Regions from separate parts of the Mus musculus genome. Here region 1 is linked to region 2. Evidence: chromatin contacts called from public Hi-C data. All regions are on one chromosome and are shown on one strand. The core of a region is the stretch at or near the end of the contact, and the rest is flanking DNA. Distances in the headings are between cores, read along the strand shown.

Region 1 (6,570 bases), core at 3,681-6,180, 81 kb after region 2:
TACCAGCCAAGTTGGGTACGGAGTGAAGGGGACTGTGTGCAGGGGTGGGGGTGGGAGATGGAGGGAGGAGGAGGAGGGGCTGGTGGGGAGGAAGGGGCGCTTTCCCTATAGTCAGGGAGTACAGGAGTTCCGGCCTTGGCGGAGATCCTTGGCCAGTCAGCAAGGCAGTAGGCTTCCTCCCTTGTGTCCTGCCTGCCCTCCCCTTCTCCTGCAGTCAGGGAGAGATACATGGGAACTTGGCAACAGACACAGACCACTGAGCTGCTAGACCATCCCATCCCAACATCACAGAGGAGTTTTTATCCTTGCATGTCTCTGTCACAGGTCCCTTCACGCGTATTATTACAATCTAAAGGAAAGGCACATTGAGGTTTTGTCTTTTTCTTTTCCTTTTTAATTTTTTATTGGTTATTTTATTTACATTTCACATGTTATCCTCCTTCACAGTTTCCCCTCCGCAGACCCCCCCATCCAACCCCCTCCCTGCTTCTGCTTCTTCTTCTTTTTAAGATTTATTTATTTATTTTATGTATGCGAGTACACTGTAGCTGTACAGATGGTTGTGAGCCACCATGTTGTTGCTGGAATTTGAACTCAGGGCCTCCGGAAAAGCAGTCAGTGCTCTAACCCTCTGAGCCATCTCTCCAGCCCCTCCCCCACCCCCACCCCGGCTTCTATGTGGGTGCTCTCCCACCCACCCACCCATCCACACCAGCCTCACTGTGCTAGCATTCCTCAATGCTGGGGCAGCCTTCACAGGACTATTTTAAAGAATCAAATAGGCCTTAAGGACTGAAGATCCTGCCTGGTAGGGTGGTGTTACATGTGTGTAATCTGAGCATTGTGGATAGAAGCAGGGGGATTGCTACAAGTTCAGGCCCATCTGAACTATGCGGTGAGTACTTGGACAGCTGGAGATACATCACAAGACCATGAGATGGACCTGCCTCACCTAATGAGTTGAAAAATCTGAAAACAACAGATGTCCTTCTGGGTCCCTGAACCTGATTTTTGCTGCAGGGAAAAGCAAGACTTTGATCGTCTACACAGTTTCATAAATATTCACTTTCTTGTGTTGTTTTTTCAGAAAACTTACTCCATTGGCTTCTAATTCTGTCTTTATAGGCCCTAGGAATCCTGGATCCTCTAAAAGAGCACAGTGCTTTTAACCACAGAGCCATCTCTCCCGCCCTGGGGCTTGGGTCTTAAGAGTATGACGTGTTAGATTATGTGGGGGTCAGTCCCCCAGGTGGCTTTTGTCATCATTGCAGAGCAGGTTTGTGACCAAGTCAGCCCTTGTACTGGCTGGTTTTGTGTGTCAACCTGACACAAGCTGGAGTTATCACAGAGAAAGGAGCCTCAGTTGAGGAAATGCCTCCATGAGATCCAGCTGTAAGGCATTTTCTCAATTAGTGATCGAGGGTGGAGGGCCCCTTGTGGGTGGTGCCATCCCTGGGCTGGTAGTCTTGGTCTCTATAAGAAAGCAAGCTGAGCAAGCCAGGGGAAGCAAGCCAGTAAGTAACATCCCTCCAAGGCCACTGCATCAATCAGCCCCTGTTTCTTGGCCTGCTTGAGTTCCAGTCTTGACTTCCTTTGGTGATGAATAGCAAAGTGGGAAGTGTGAGCTGAATAAACCCTTTCCTCCCCAACTTGCTTCTTGGTCATGATGTTTGTGCAGGAATTGAAACCCAGACTAAGACAGCTCCTTTGTTCCTTCTGATGTCTTTCAGTCTCTGCCGGGATGAAGCAGGAAGACCCTACTCGTCCCCCCCATCTTCCATCTCAACACATGCAGGGAGGCCCTCCCCAAATGTCAGTACCACAGTCTTGACTACCAAGTCTCCAGAACTATGAGTAAATAAATTATTTTCTTATTCCTTTGTGATACTGAGGCTAGAGCCTTGCGCATGTCAGTCAAGTATTCTATCACTAAGCCACACACCCTGACTTATCTTACTTTATTTTAGAGACAGAGGTCTCACTAAGTGTCCTAGGGTTGTTGGCCTTGGGTTTGTGATCCACCAGCCTCAGCCTCCTGAGTAGCCAAGATGGGCAAGCACCACCACAGCCAACTAAACTTGTTTTTTCTGTGAGTTACCTAGCCTGGGGTATTGCTATGGCAACATGCATGGGTTATAGCAATGAAATACAGGCTAAGGCCTCGAGTATCTGGCTTCACGTCATTAAATCTTTCATAGACTTTAGTCTTGGCAAGGAAAGCAGAGTTAAGACAAAAAGTTAAGTAGTTACAGAAGCTGACACATTCTTGTTGTTGTTGTTGTTTTGTTTGGTTTTTTGTTTTTTGAGACAGGGTTTCTCTGTGTAGCTCTGGCTGTCCTGGAACTCACTTTGTAGACCAGGCTGGCCTCAAACTCAGAAATACGCCTGCCTCTGCCTCCTGAGTGCTGGGATTAAAGGCATGTGCCACCTCCCCCAGCTTTTTTTTTTTTTTTAAGATTTATTTATTATTATATCTAAGTACACTGTAGCTGTCTTCAGATGCACCAGAAGAGGGCGTCAAATCTCATTATGGATGGTTGTGAGCCACCATGTGCGTGCTGGGATTTGAACTTAGGACCTTTGGAAGAGCAGTCGGTGCGCTTAACCACTGAGCCATCTCTCCAGCCACTGCCCCCCCCCCCGTCCCGTTCTTATGCATGAAAAAAGCAGGGTGCATTGCATGGTTGAGTAGCAGGGTGTTCAGAAGAGAAAAGACCTCTGGAGTTGTCCTTTTTTTAGAGCACATACACAGACGTGTATGTGAATTGGGACTGTAAGTGTGGTTTCCATGGGGGGTGGGGGTGGAATAGGAGGACATTTCAAGGTAGGAAAAGAAGAAAGAGCCGGAAAACAGACAGTATTTACAGTTCAGTTAACCAATCAGTCTGACTAGAGAAGACGCTAGAAAAACACTTTTTTAAAAAAGGCCAAATAAACGGATTTCATTTTAATCGGATTAAAATGCATTGTAAACAACAGAAATCCTTGGAAGCTTTTTGTAATGACAACAGTAATATTTGGAAGAATTCACAGAAGTGTTGGGGGAAAGGTTTGAAGGGACACTGAAAGCAAGAAGCTAGGATATTCAGAACCTGCCATTTGGTCTCCTGGTTGATTTTTGTTTGTTTATTATTTATTTATTTATTTATTTGGTTTGCTTTAGTTGTTGTTGTTGTTGTTGTTTGAGACAGGGTTTTTCTTTGTAGCTCTTGGCTGTCCTGGAACTCACTCTGTAGACCAGGCTGGCCTCAAACTCATAAACATCTTCCTGCCTCTGGAAATCTGGGATGCATTCATTCTAGTCACAGCTAGATCCAGGAACAAAAAGCATATATAGATCACCTGCCTTTCTGACAGCCTGCACAGTGTTTTAGGGCGAGTTGGGCAGTGTCACAGGGGCCAACAGGCAGCTACAACCTTGCAACCCCATTAGCTTTCAAGCCCAACAGGAAAAGGCGAGCTTCTTAGACAGTGCCTGAAGGGAAGTGCTGGAGCAGATGCCCCTGGGCAGGTGTGTGTGTGTGTGTGTGTGTGTGTGTGTGTGTGTGTGTGTGTAGAATGGGAGAAGACATCTGACGTTTTAGAATGGGCCCACTATCAGAAAGAAATCCTACCATCAGGCCAAGGAAAGGCCTCCTTGATTTTTCTCCTCTCAAAGCTCTGAAATGCCTTACAGGGGATGGTAGCACACATACCTATAAGCCCAGCATTTAGGAGACTGAGTCAGCCTTGGCTATAGAGTGGTTTCCAGGCCATTCAGCATTACAAAAAAATGAAAGAAAAGAAGAGAGAGAGAAAGAGAGAGAGAGAGAAAGGAAGGAAGGAAGGAAGGAAGGAAGGAAGGAGGGAGGGAAGGAGGGAAGGAAGAGAGAGAGAAAAGAAAAAAGAAGAGAGAGGGGAAAGGAAAGGAAACGAAAGGAAAGAAGAGAAGAGAAAAGAAGAGAAAGAAATTTCAATGTGAAAACAAACAAGAAAGAAGAGGGAAAGAAAGAAATTCCTTGTGGGACAAATCCTGAGTTGCTTGCCATTGCTAGATGGTATTTTCCAGCTAACTGAGCACATCTCTCTGGGCTGCTGATACTGGTACCAGGCACGTGGTGAGCACTTAACTCTCTAAGCTCCCCTTCGGAAACATCTGGTGTTCATCCTTCCATGATAACCCCATACCTCTTCCCTGCTCCATGCCCTCTGCCTTCTTGCCTGGCCTTCTCAAGCAAATGCCTCACTGGGCTGCCTACCTCAAATTGGCCTATCATGTATGTCACACTACAAGACTGTGACAGGCCTTGATAGAGAACAAATTCCACAGGCCCTGATATGGCAATGTGGCAATCTGCTTAATGTGGACAAAGCCCCTCCGGTCCCCACTTGTTTGTATGATCTGTGCACATGTATGATACGTGTGCTTCTTTGCACATGTGACCTCACTGCTTCTCAATTGAGGCATGGGGTCCATTTTCCCACATCTTTAAGTTTGTACTGATCTTGTAATTTAGCTTGACAAATAAAACTATGGCTGGGGAGGTAGTTGGGTTGCCACAGTGCCTGTCTAGCATGAACAAAGCCCTGGTTTGGATCCTCCATATGTATAAAGTAAACATGGTTGAACAAAACTTTAGCCCAGCACTTGGGAGGTGGAAGCATGAGAATGAGAAGTTCAGGATTATCCATCCTCAGCTACACAGTAAATTTGAGGCTAACCTGGGATAAATAAATTAATTAATTAATTAGGAATAAATAAATTGCAGCAGGGTGTCACCTATGAGTTCTGAGGCGGAAGTTAAACAAGCGTGGCACCTTCTACCTTTGATGATTTGGAAAGCTGCCCCGAGAATCAGCTTAAGACAGCCAGGCTGTCCTACAGAGGATGAGTCACTGTGCTGTGGAGAACCGAAGCTCTCTGTGTTGACCCTGCATCCGTGGCCAGGCATCTGAGCGAAGCCTTGTGGGCATCCTAGCCCCACTTGATACTGTTTGATGAGCCACATGAATGAGCCTGGGAGAAACCCATAAACGAATGCTCAGCTAGCGATGAGGTCATAAGAGATGAGTTGTTGGGGTTGGTCCATTATCCAGGAGTGGATAACTGCCACAACACAGAAATCAACCGGATGTGTTGGAAAGTGAGAGAGAAACTAGGCACCGTGCCACAAGCGTGTCATCGCAAGGAGGATCATGTCAAGTTAGACTGGGCTACATAGTGAGTTCCTAGCCAGCCTGAGCTATGTAGAACTGTCTCAACAGTGAGAATAGGGGCGGGGTGGGGGAGTAAAGAGGCGTGAAATGACTGCCATCCATCACAGTTCGTGGGACTCCACAGTGAGTTCTATAAGGATGTGCTAGACATCTGGAGCCTTTGAGGACATCCCTGGAGAGATGGCCAGTGGGTAGGGAAATACATGCATTCGAACCTGTCAGGATGGAGTCATAAATGCTGAGGATAGACTGACCTGTCCAGGACCACCCAGGGAGTAAGAAACTGCAAGAGCCAAAGGCCAGAAGACAAGACCCTTGGGATCACTAATGTTTAAGGACTGGCAAAGGAAGGAAAGCCAGCAAAAGAAACTACATTTTGCAACACAAATAAAAAGGGGTATGACTTATTGCCAGTCAAGAAGAGAAGGGACAAAATATCAGAAGAAGCCAAGAAGAGACCTGGGATGGTAGGTTCTTGCACGCGCCAGACTGGCCAGCAAGAACGACGCTGCAACAGGATCCTTCTGCACACGTTTATTGGGAGAGCTTGATTGCAGAGGCGAAGAGACCCCAAGCCCAGAACTGGTGCTGCTTATATAGGCCTAGGATAGGTAATATGCAAATTACTCATCCTCGCTGTCCAAGAGAGCCTGGAAAACAGCAGGGTTGTATGTAGTGAGATGCTAACAGATGAGCTCCCAGCCCGGGCAAGCTCAGCTAAACGTGTGGGAAAGGCTTCTCCACCCCCCCACCCACCCCACCCCCCAAACACACACTGCTCCGGCACTGTTCTTTCCCCAAGATGGCAATCTGGGGAAAACCCAAACAAATTCATAGCAAAAGAACAAAATAGTTGCTCTAATCAATGCCAGAAGGCTCAGCCATGAATACAGTTACGGGAAGAAGGCATAAAGCAAAACATGAAGAACCCAGGCATCAGCGAGGAAGACGACAAAGATCCACAAGGAAGCGTGTTAGAGGCTGGTCTTCTCGAGACTCATCTCTCTCGGTACCAACATTGTGGCTTTCTAGAATATTCCTGTGGGGAGGGAACTTGATGGTTCCTTTTGCATTCCAGGATGTAATCACGTCTTTAAGCTAGTCTGACACTCCACACCCAGAACCATGCAGCTTAACAGACCAGCTGGGGCTGCTTACAAAGATGGTGTGTGTGTGTGTGTGTGTGTGTGTACGAGCGTGCATGTGTCCTAATCCTAGTGTATCCCACATCAAAGTTCAGCTATCTTGGATCTACAGTCTGCTTGTTTTACAATTTTTTGGCTGTTTCTGACAATAAGCCTACTGCACTGTTTATAACCCTGCCTAACTGAAGACTTGGTTTTATACACACACACTGAGCACCCACACCAGGTC
Region 2 (6,886 bases), core at 3,308-5,807:
TTTTAAGAATTCAAAAACATTCTGAGTAGGGTTTTTTTTTATTGTTATTAAATTTTTTATTGCAAGAATGAAAACGAAATCTACAAAGCACTGGACAGTCACACTGAAGATTCTGCGATAAGCTATAAGAAACATTGAAAAACCAAGAGTAAGCACATTAGACAGTCAGACTGTGTCTCTAAGGATGTCCCAGAAAAGGCAAGGCAGAGGAGAAAAGGTCCAAACAAACAGACGGCCTAGGGAAAGTCCCCAGACCCAGAAGGACATGGCCTTCAAAGTCAAAAGGGCTGGAAGAGGTCCAGTCCAACTGTAGCCACAACAAGGTAAAGTCATCTAAGGTCTCAAAAGGCATGACAAAGAGAAGATACCAAAAGCTTCCAGAAAAACCAAACAGGAAGGGGGTCAGTACAGATCCAAACAGAGCAGAGGCGCGCCAACGGAAGTAACCACTTATTCACATGGAGTATTTATTTACTAAAAGAACGCAAACTATAACATAGTTAGAAGTGTGTGTGCGCACCCGCACGCGTGTGTTTGGAAACACAGAAGTTTGGGTACTGTATTCTTGTTTCTTGTTCTTTAAATTGTTTGGTTTGGATGTAACTCTGGAAGTCTAATGGTTGCAAGATCCATGAAATGGCTCCTCTAAAACAGACTTGGTGATCTTCCACATACAACTTTCCACAAGGTGGGGTGCTGCCTTCATAGATGACCGAGACTTCCTGTCTTCTTGAGACTTTGACTTGAATGCGTTTGGTGTCTACTACTAACAAACCCAAGCAGTTCTAAAAAAGACAGTTGTAAGCCATCTGAATGCAGTCGTGGGGTTTCAATTCAGGTGTAAAACTCACGTCACCCCGGTTGCTCAGTGCATTTCTGTCCTTCGCTCATTTGTTTGTTTGTTTTCTTGTGTTTTTGTTTTTGTTTTGTTTGGGGTGCGTTTTTTTTTTGTTTTGTTTTGTTTTGTTTTGTTTTTTTGGTTTTTTTTTGTTTTTGTTTCCGAGACAGGGTTTCTTTATGTAGCCTTGGCTGTTCTAGAACTTGCTCATAGACCAGGCTGGCCTCGAACTCATAAAGATCCACTTGCTTCTGTCTTCAAAGTGCTGGGATTAAAGGCGTGCACCACCACTGCCCGGCTGTGCTCTATTCTTATAATTCTTATATTCTTATAACTAATGTATGTATGTCATTCTTATGAACATTAACTGTTAACATTCCTTCTACATGCCACCCAACAGTTACCTAGCAACAGCCAGGTAGGCCTGGCTTGCTATAAAAGAGGCTGTTTGGCTCCTCCTTACTCTCTGCCTCTTTTCTTTCCCTGACCCCTTTCTTCCTCTCTCCCCTTCCCCCTCCCCCCCCCTTTTCCCACATGTTCCTAGCTGGTCTCTCCTCCTCCTCTTCCTCCTCCTCCTCCTCCTTTTCTTCCTCCTCTTCTTCCTTCTCTCTCTCTCTCTCTCTCTCTCTCTCTCTTCCCTTCTCAACTCCCCTTCCCATGCCTTAAATAAACTCTGTTCTACACCATACCCATCATATTGCTGGTACCACAGGGGGAAGGGATGCCTCAGAGAGCCCACTGAGGCACCTCTCTCACCTCAGCATACCACACTCTACAAAACATATTCCTGGTCTTTTTGTAAAAACGTAACATTAACTGTACCGGCTAGTTTTGTGTCAACTTGACACAGCTGGAGTTATCACAGAGAAAGGAGCTTCAGTTGAGGAAATGCCTCCTTGAGATCCAACTGTAAGGCATTTTCTCAATTAGTGATCAAGGGGGAAAGACCCCTTGTGGGTGGTGCCATCTCTGGGCTGGTAGTCTTGGGTTCTATAAGAGAGCAGGCTGAGCAAGCCAGGGGAGGCAAGCCAGTAAAGAACATCCCTCCATGGCCTCTGCATCAGCTCCTGCTCCCTGACCTGCTTGAGTTCCAGTCCTGACTTCCTTTGGTGATGAACAGCAATGTGGAAGTGTAAGCTGAATAAACCCTTTCCTCCCCAACTTGCTTCTTGGTCATGATGTTTGTGCAGAAATAGAAACCCTGACTAAGACAATTAACTATACCCAGGTCTACATAAAAGTAAAAATACCTCTACCCAGTAAAAAGTCAGATGCCTCGACTCAGAGTAGAATAAGATGAAATGGGCAAACTATCTGAGTAAGAAAATATGTACTTATTGCCAAATATTCTATAGCACCATACCCAGACTTACGATATCTTTCTGTTGCCATGAATCAATATGTAGCTCACTGGGAGTCCCTGTCTCCTTCCTTTGAACTCTTCCTTGGATGCTCTTTCCATAGCTATTAGGCCTGGGAAATGCATCGGAAGCCTGATAACACAGCCACACAAGGGATTGCATGATTCTCATTTCTCTAAGTAGCAAGGCCGTGTGATTATTCACTTCCGGTTTTAGGCAGGATGAACTGGGGACCGCATAGGTCGGCAGGGAAGTGAGCCTGACACATAGGTGCAAAGGGTGTTCGTGGATCCTCCAGGTGCCTGGTCAGTGCTCGCCTGATGGCAGCTGACTGCATGAGGGAGGGAGGAGAGCTCCTCACTCCAGACCAACCTCCCTAGGCCTCTGTCTTCTTTAGTGAAACATGGAGGCCTAGATAATCAGGGATCCTCAGCTAGCCACCAGGGATCCACAGCTGCCTCTCAAGGCTGACTTGTCAGCTCTAAGTGAGGCTGTGTCTCTGGGCCGTGCCTCTCCCGGGTGTGGCAGAATCTAAGTTCTGAGTCTTGGCCTCCTTCATCACCAGTTGCTCTCTACACCCACCTACTGGGTCAGCCCGTTGCCCTCGTTCCAGAAACAGAGCCTCCTGCTACCCCATGACACACCTAAATGCGTGTGTGTTTCCTGATTTTGTTTTGTGGGTGTATAGATGTGTGGATGTGCACATGTGTGGAGGTCAGGGGGTAACTTACAGGAAATGATTCTCCTTCAGTATGTGGGTCATGGGAACGAAGCTTGATAAACAGCATCTTTACCTTCTGAAGCATCTTGCCAGCCCATTATACTCCCTGAGCCATAGTGACAGTCTCTAAAATATATATATTTTTTAACACTGATAGTTTGTAATTGGAGAATTTCACTGCTTCACTAAATTATGCTCAAAACCAATCTGCAGCCGGCCCTTGTGGCAAGGGCCTGTAATCCCAGCTATGTGGGAACCTGAGGTAGGAAAGAGCAAGTTCAAACCCAACCAGAACTGCCTGTGAGATCCTGTCTCCAAAGAGGTGGGGTAGAGGTGGACAGAGGTTCCTGCTCTGCAAGCGTAGGACCCGAGCTTGAGTCCCCAGCACCTGTGCGGAAAGCTGAGCGCGACGCTGCACACCTGTAACCTCAGCACAGAGGGAGGGGAGGCAAAGGCAGGGAGAGCCTGAAAGCTTACTGGCCAGCCGGCCTAGCCAAAACTCTGTCTGGTTTGGGGAAAGACTGTCTTAAGGCAATAAAGAGGAGTGATGGGTGACGGCCCCTTCCTACTCTGGCTTCACGGTGTGCACATGCTCTCTCTCTCTCTCTCTCTCTCTCTCTCTCTCTCTCTCTCTCTCTCTCTCTCTCTCTCTCTCTGAATGGTGCAGTCCTTGCCCAGCATGCGTGAAGCTTTCCATAGTACTACTCAATAAACAAACAAGTAGACCACAGTGAGTACAGGGTATGCCCTGAGCTTCTTGTCCCTTCTTGTCCTCTTCTTAGAGTGTGACAATACCATCCCTCCAGCTGGAAACAAGAGCAGAGCTCGCGCCCCACCTCTGAGCCCCTTTTCCCCATTGTTTACTCGCCACTCCTCCACCTTAACTGACAGCATCATTACCCTGGTAGGTGTGTGCTGTCTCCCAGCATTCCCTCCTCCGCTCCTTCCCGCATCTGCTTTTCCTCCTAGTTGTCAGCGTGGTATTTCTTGGGTGCAGATCTGATCACAGTCCCCTCATAACAATGGCCAGTGTCTCATTCCTTTGGACTCCAGGATGTGCTTTCTAGCCTGGCTTTAAAAGCTTCATCCCTCTAACGCCACGCGTCCTGCTTTCTATCTTGTTTCTTCTGTGTCAAAATATAGCTCCCCACATCCTCCCTGTTCTCTCAGACCCCCTCTGCCTCAGGACCCATCATCTATTTTTTATCCATTGTGAGCCAGCTCATGCATCTCCTGCAGGAGACCTGAGTGATGAAGATGTAGTTCATTGTTTCTTACTTGGTGACTAGCAAGTTAGTTATGTCTCATGTGGTACTTGCCTTTGATTTTTTTTGATGGTTTCCGTGACTTTCCCTTCAGGACTGTAGTGGGTTCCCTCTAAGTGTCTTATCCACCCCCAGTTCTTGTCGCCTGGGAAGTGCTCATTGCTTGTTTAATGAATGATGAGCTAATGAATCTCCACTCGTAAGTACAGTTCTGAAAGCCGGGGTCATAAACAGTTGCTTATACCAAAAAAAAAAAAAAAAAAAAAAAGAGGAATCTGGCAACTTAACATAACAGAAAAAAAAATGTAGTCTTGCCTCTGGCCCGACTCAGTGCAGCTGCCCAGGGACGTCTCCTGGCCCTGTCTCCTACAGTTGCACATGGCTCCTCATGGTGCTGCCTTAAGCCCTGCTGTTAAGGGAGCGAACCCCAGGCTTCACAGTTTGTACTGGTTGTGTGAGGAAAGGCTAGGTCTCTTACAACTTACAGACAGAAAGGAGGTTTCCCAGAAGCCATGGCAAACATCAGCCTCGTGGTCTCTACTGAGTTATGTGTGCGCTCATCTACTTTAGCCAATCTTAGGAGTCAGGAGTGGCCACTTTCTTATATAGGAAAATTATGGTCATTTTTGATTTCCGAATGATTGCTTAAACCATCCAACATCCATTAGGAATATATACTCTGCAAAGCTGAAGCTATTCCAAGCCTATTTGGGGCATTGGTTGGGGATAAATGAGATGGAGTGAATGCCACCAAAACCAGCCGGAAGGATGACTTAGCCAAAGGAAGACTGATATTGTCAAAAGAAGGAGCCAAAAAGTTGCAGGAAGAACATGACAGTTCACTGTAGATGGCTTAGAGTCTTTGGGTCATAATTCAATAATAATCTCTGGAAAAATTTTCTCCATGGCCAGGAAGGGTCTTCTCAAGGGAAGCTGGAGTCCTAACATGTCAGGCTGGATAATTGCCTGTGGTGGAGCCTATAATCCTGGTGTGTGGGATGCCTGAGCAGGAAAATCACTTCAAGTTCAAGGCTGGTCTTGGCTGCATAGCAAGGGCTACACATGTAAGCCAAGAGTCCTCACACCTGAGTCGAGAGGTCATTGAAACAAGCTAAAGATCCCTGAGGAGAGTCCTGTGCTCTTGCTTCACAATGGGAGATGAAGGTCTCCACAGGCTGGTTTGCTAGAGGGGGCAGCTGGGTGGCAGCAGGCTCACTCTACCACAGCTCGCTCGTTCATGTCACTCCTTGACACGTCAGCTCCCATGAGATAAACAAGCATTTGAAGGGCAAGTATATGAAAATTGTCTTGTGGTAAATTGTGGATGTCTTAACTTTCAAATGATCCATTCAACCATCATGTCTATTTATATACACATGCACCTATATATAGGAAGAAAGAGGACATTGCTTTTAAATATTATGAAAGAAAGGTGAAAGCTTAGTTGAGTGAAATTTGGTTACTTCAGTGTTCATCTTGTCTCTAGGGTTTTGCCCCAGTGCGGCATCCATTTAATAGTAAGTGTGTTGTACGTTTCGGTGTGTGGTAACAAGAAGAAGTGACCTCATAGCCACTCCGTCTGCTCTCTTGTGGTTTATGATACCATCTGGATTCTTTGGTGGAATTATTTTCCATCTAAATCACTGTAAGCTTCTATTTAGTTTTCACAAATCTGAAGCCAGATCTGTTTGTGGGTCTTGGCAGTGATGCAGTTCTGGAACATACTGTGACTGTTCAAAGTTGTCATTACCACCAGTGTTCGACTCTGGATTTCACGTCATTTCAGGCAAACTAGAAACCTGAAAGAACAAAAAATGCACTTCTCCACTTGAAGGTTTTACACCTCAGCATCTCCTACCATCACACCACTCACATTTGATCGTACGTTGGTTGAGATGGGTAGAGAACCATGCAGGGATGGGGGATGGGGGGGTGGGTCCTCTGGAGAGTCCTGCCCTTCAGTTAGGAGGCTCAAACACAGTGTTTTGCTGATGTATGCTTTTTGTTCCTGTGTGGTAGAGAGAGAACAAGCCTCATTTCCTTGGCTGACAGTGTAAAAGTGGGCGGATTATATTTCATAGCATTTCCATATTCGGGATTTGTCTTAGTTAGGGTTTTACTGCTGTGAACAGACACCATGACCAAAGCAACTCTTAGAAGAACAACATGTAATTGGAGCTGGCTTAAAGGTTCAGAGTTCAGCTCATTCATCAAGGCAGAAGCATGGCAGCATCCAGACAGGCATGATGCAAGAGATGCTGAGAGTTCTACATCTTTATCTGAAGGCTGCTAGCTGACTTCCAGGCAGCTAGGGTGAGGGTCCTAAGCCCATGCCCACAGTGACACACCTACTCCAACAAGGTCACACCTACTCCAACAGGGCTACACCATCTAATAGTGCTACTCCCTGAGCCAAGTGTATACAAACCATCACAGGAGTGTACACAGCGAACTATACAAAGAGAAATGAGACACCTAAGAGACCCCTTTCTCAGATCCTCACAGCCACTGGCTGCCAGGCTGGAGCAACACCAAAATCGCAGGACTTTCTTGAAGAAGCTGGGGCCTGAAAGTCAACAAAATCTGAAGATTTCAAGATCCTATGTCCTGTGTTCTTATTCTGCATTTCCACCCAAAGCCTTGGAGGTCTGAGGGTGGAGCCTGTCACTGCTGACAGTGGTCGATGGGACTGGTGAATTCA

What was found. A called contact is a pair of places that touch in the nucleus more often than the background predicts.
Region 1: a Hi-C map of muscle stem cells shows a contact between it and region 2, with 1.7 times the contacts expected there. The contact joins two enhancer-like sites. A contact is called at or near these places in 2 of 15 datasets of contacts at CTCF or cohesin (the NIH/3T3 cell line and large pre-B cells), 15 of 484 Hi-C or Micro-C datasets (B cells, CD4 T cells, bone marrow-derived macrophages and 8 more), 4 of 115 datasets of contacts at active chromatin or transcription factors (double positive thymocytes, embryonic stem cells and stem cell-derived neural progenitor cells) and 1 of 9 other capture datasets (embryonic stem cells).

Annotation. Positions count from the first base shown.
Region 1 is chr3:121,390,856-121,397,425 of GRCm38.p6, forward strand. It overlaps Gm40134 (a long non-coding RNA gene), which reads left to right. Exons shown (of 2, transcript XR_867596.1): 2 at 1,731-1,885. Among named protein-coding and RNA genes, the nearest start is that of Gm40134, 4.9 kb to the left of the region's middle. Within about 2 kb of position 4,931, at least 32 of the 459 cell types and tissues checked have an H3K27ac peak or open chromatin away from gene starts, as enhancers often do. A contact at or near this core is called in muscle stem cells, where this site is marked.
Region 2 is chr3:121,309,809-121,316,694 of GRCm38.p6, forward strand. All of the region lies in intron 2 of Alg14 (asparagine-linked glycosylation 14), which reads left to right. Among named protein-coding and RNA genes, the nearest start is that of Alg14, 22 kb to the left of the region's middle. Within about 2 kb of position 4,558, at least 20 of the 459 cell types and tissues checked have an H3K27ac peak or open chromatin away from gene starts, as enhancers often do. A contact at or near this core is called in muscle stem cells, where this site is marked.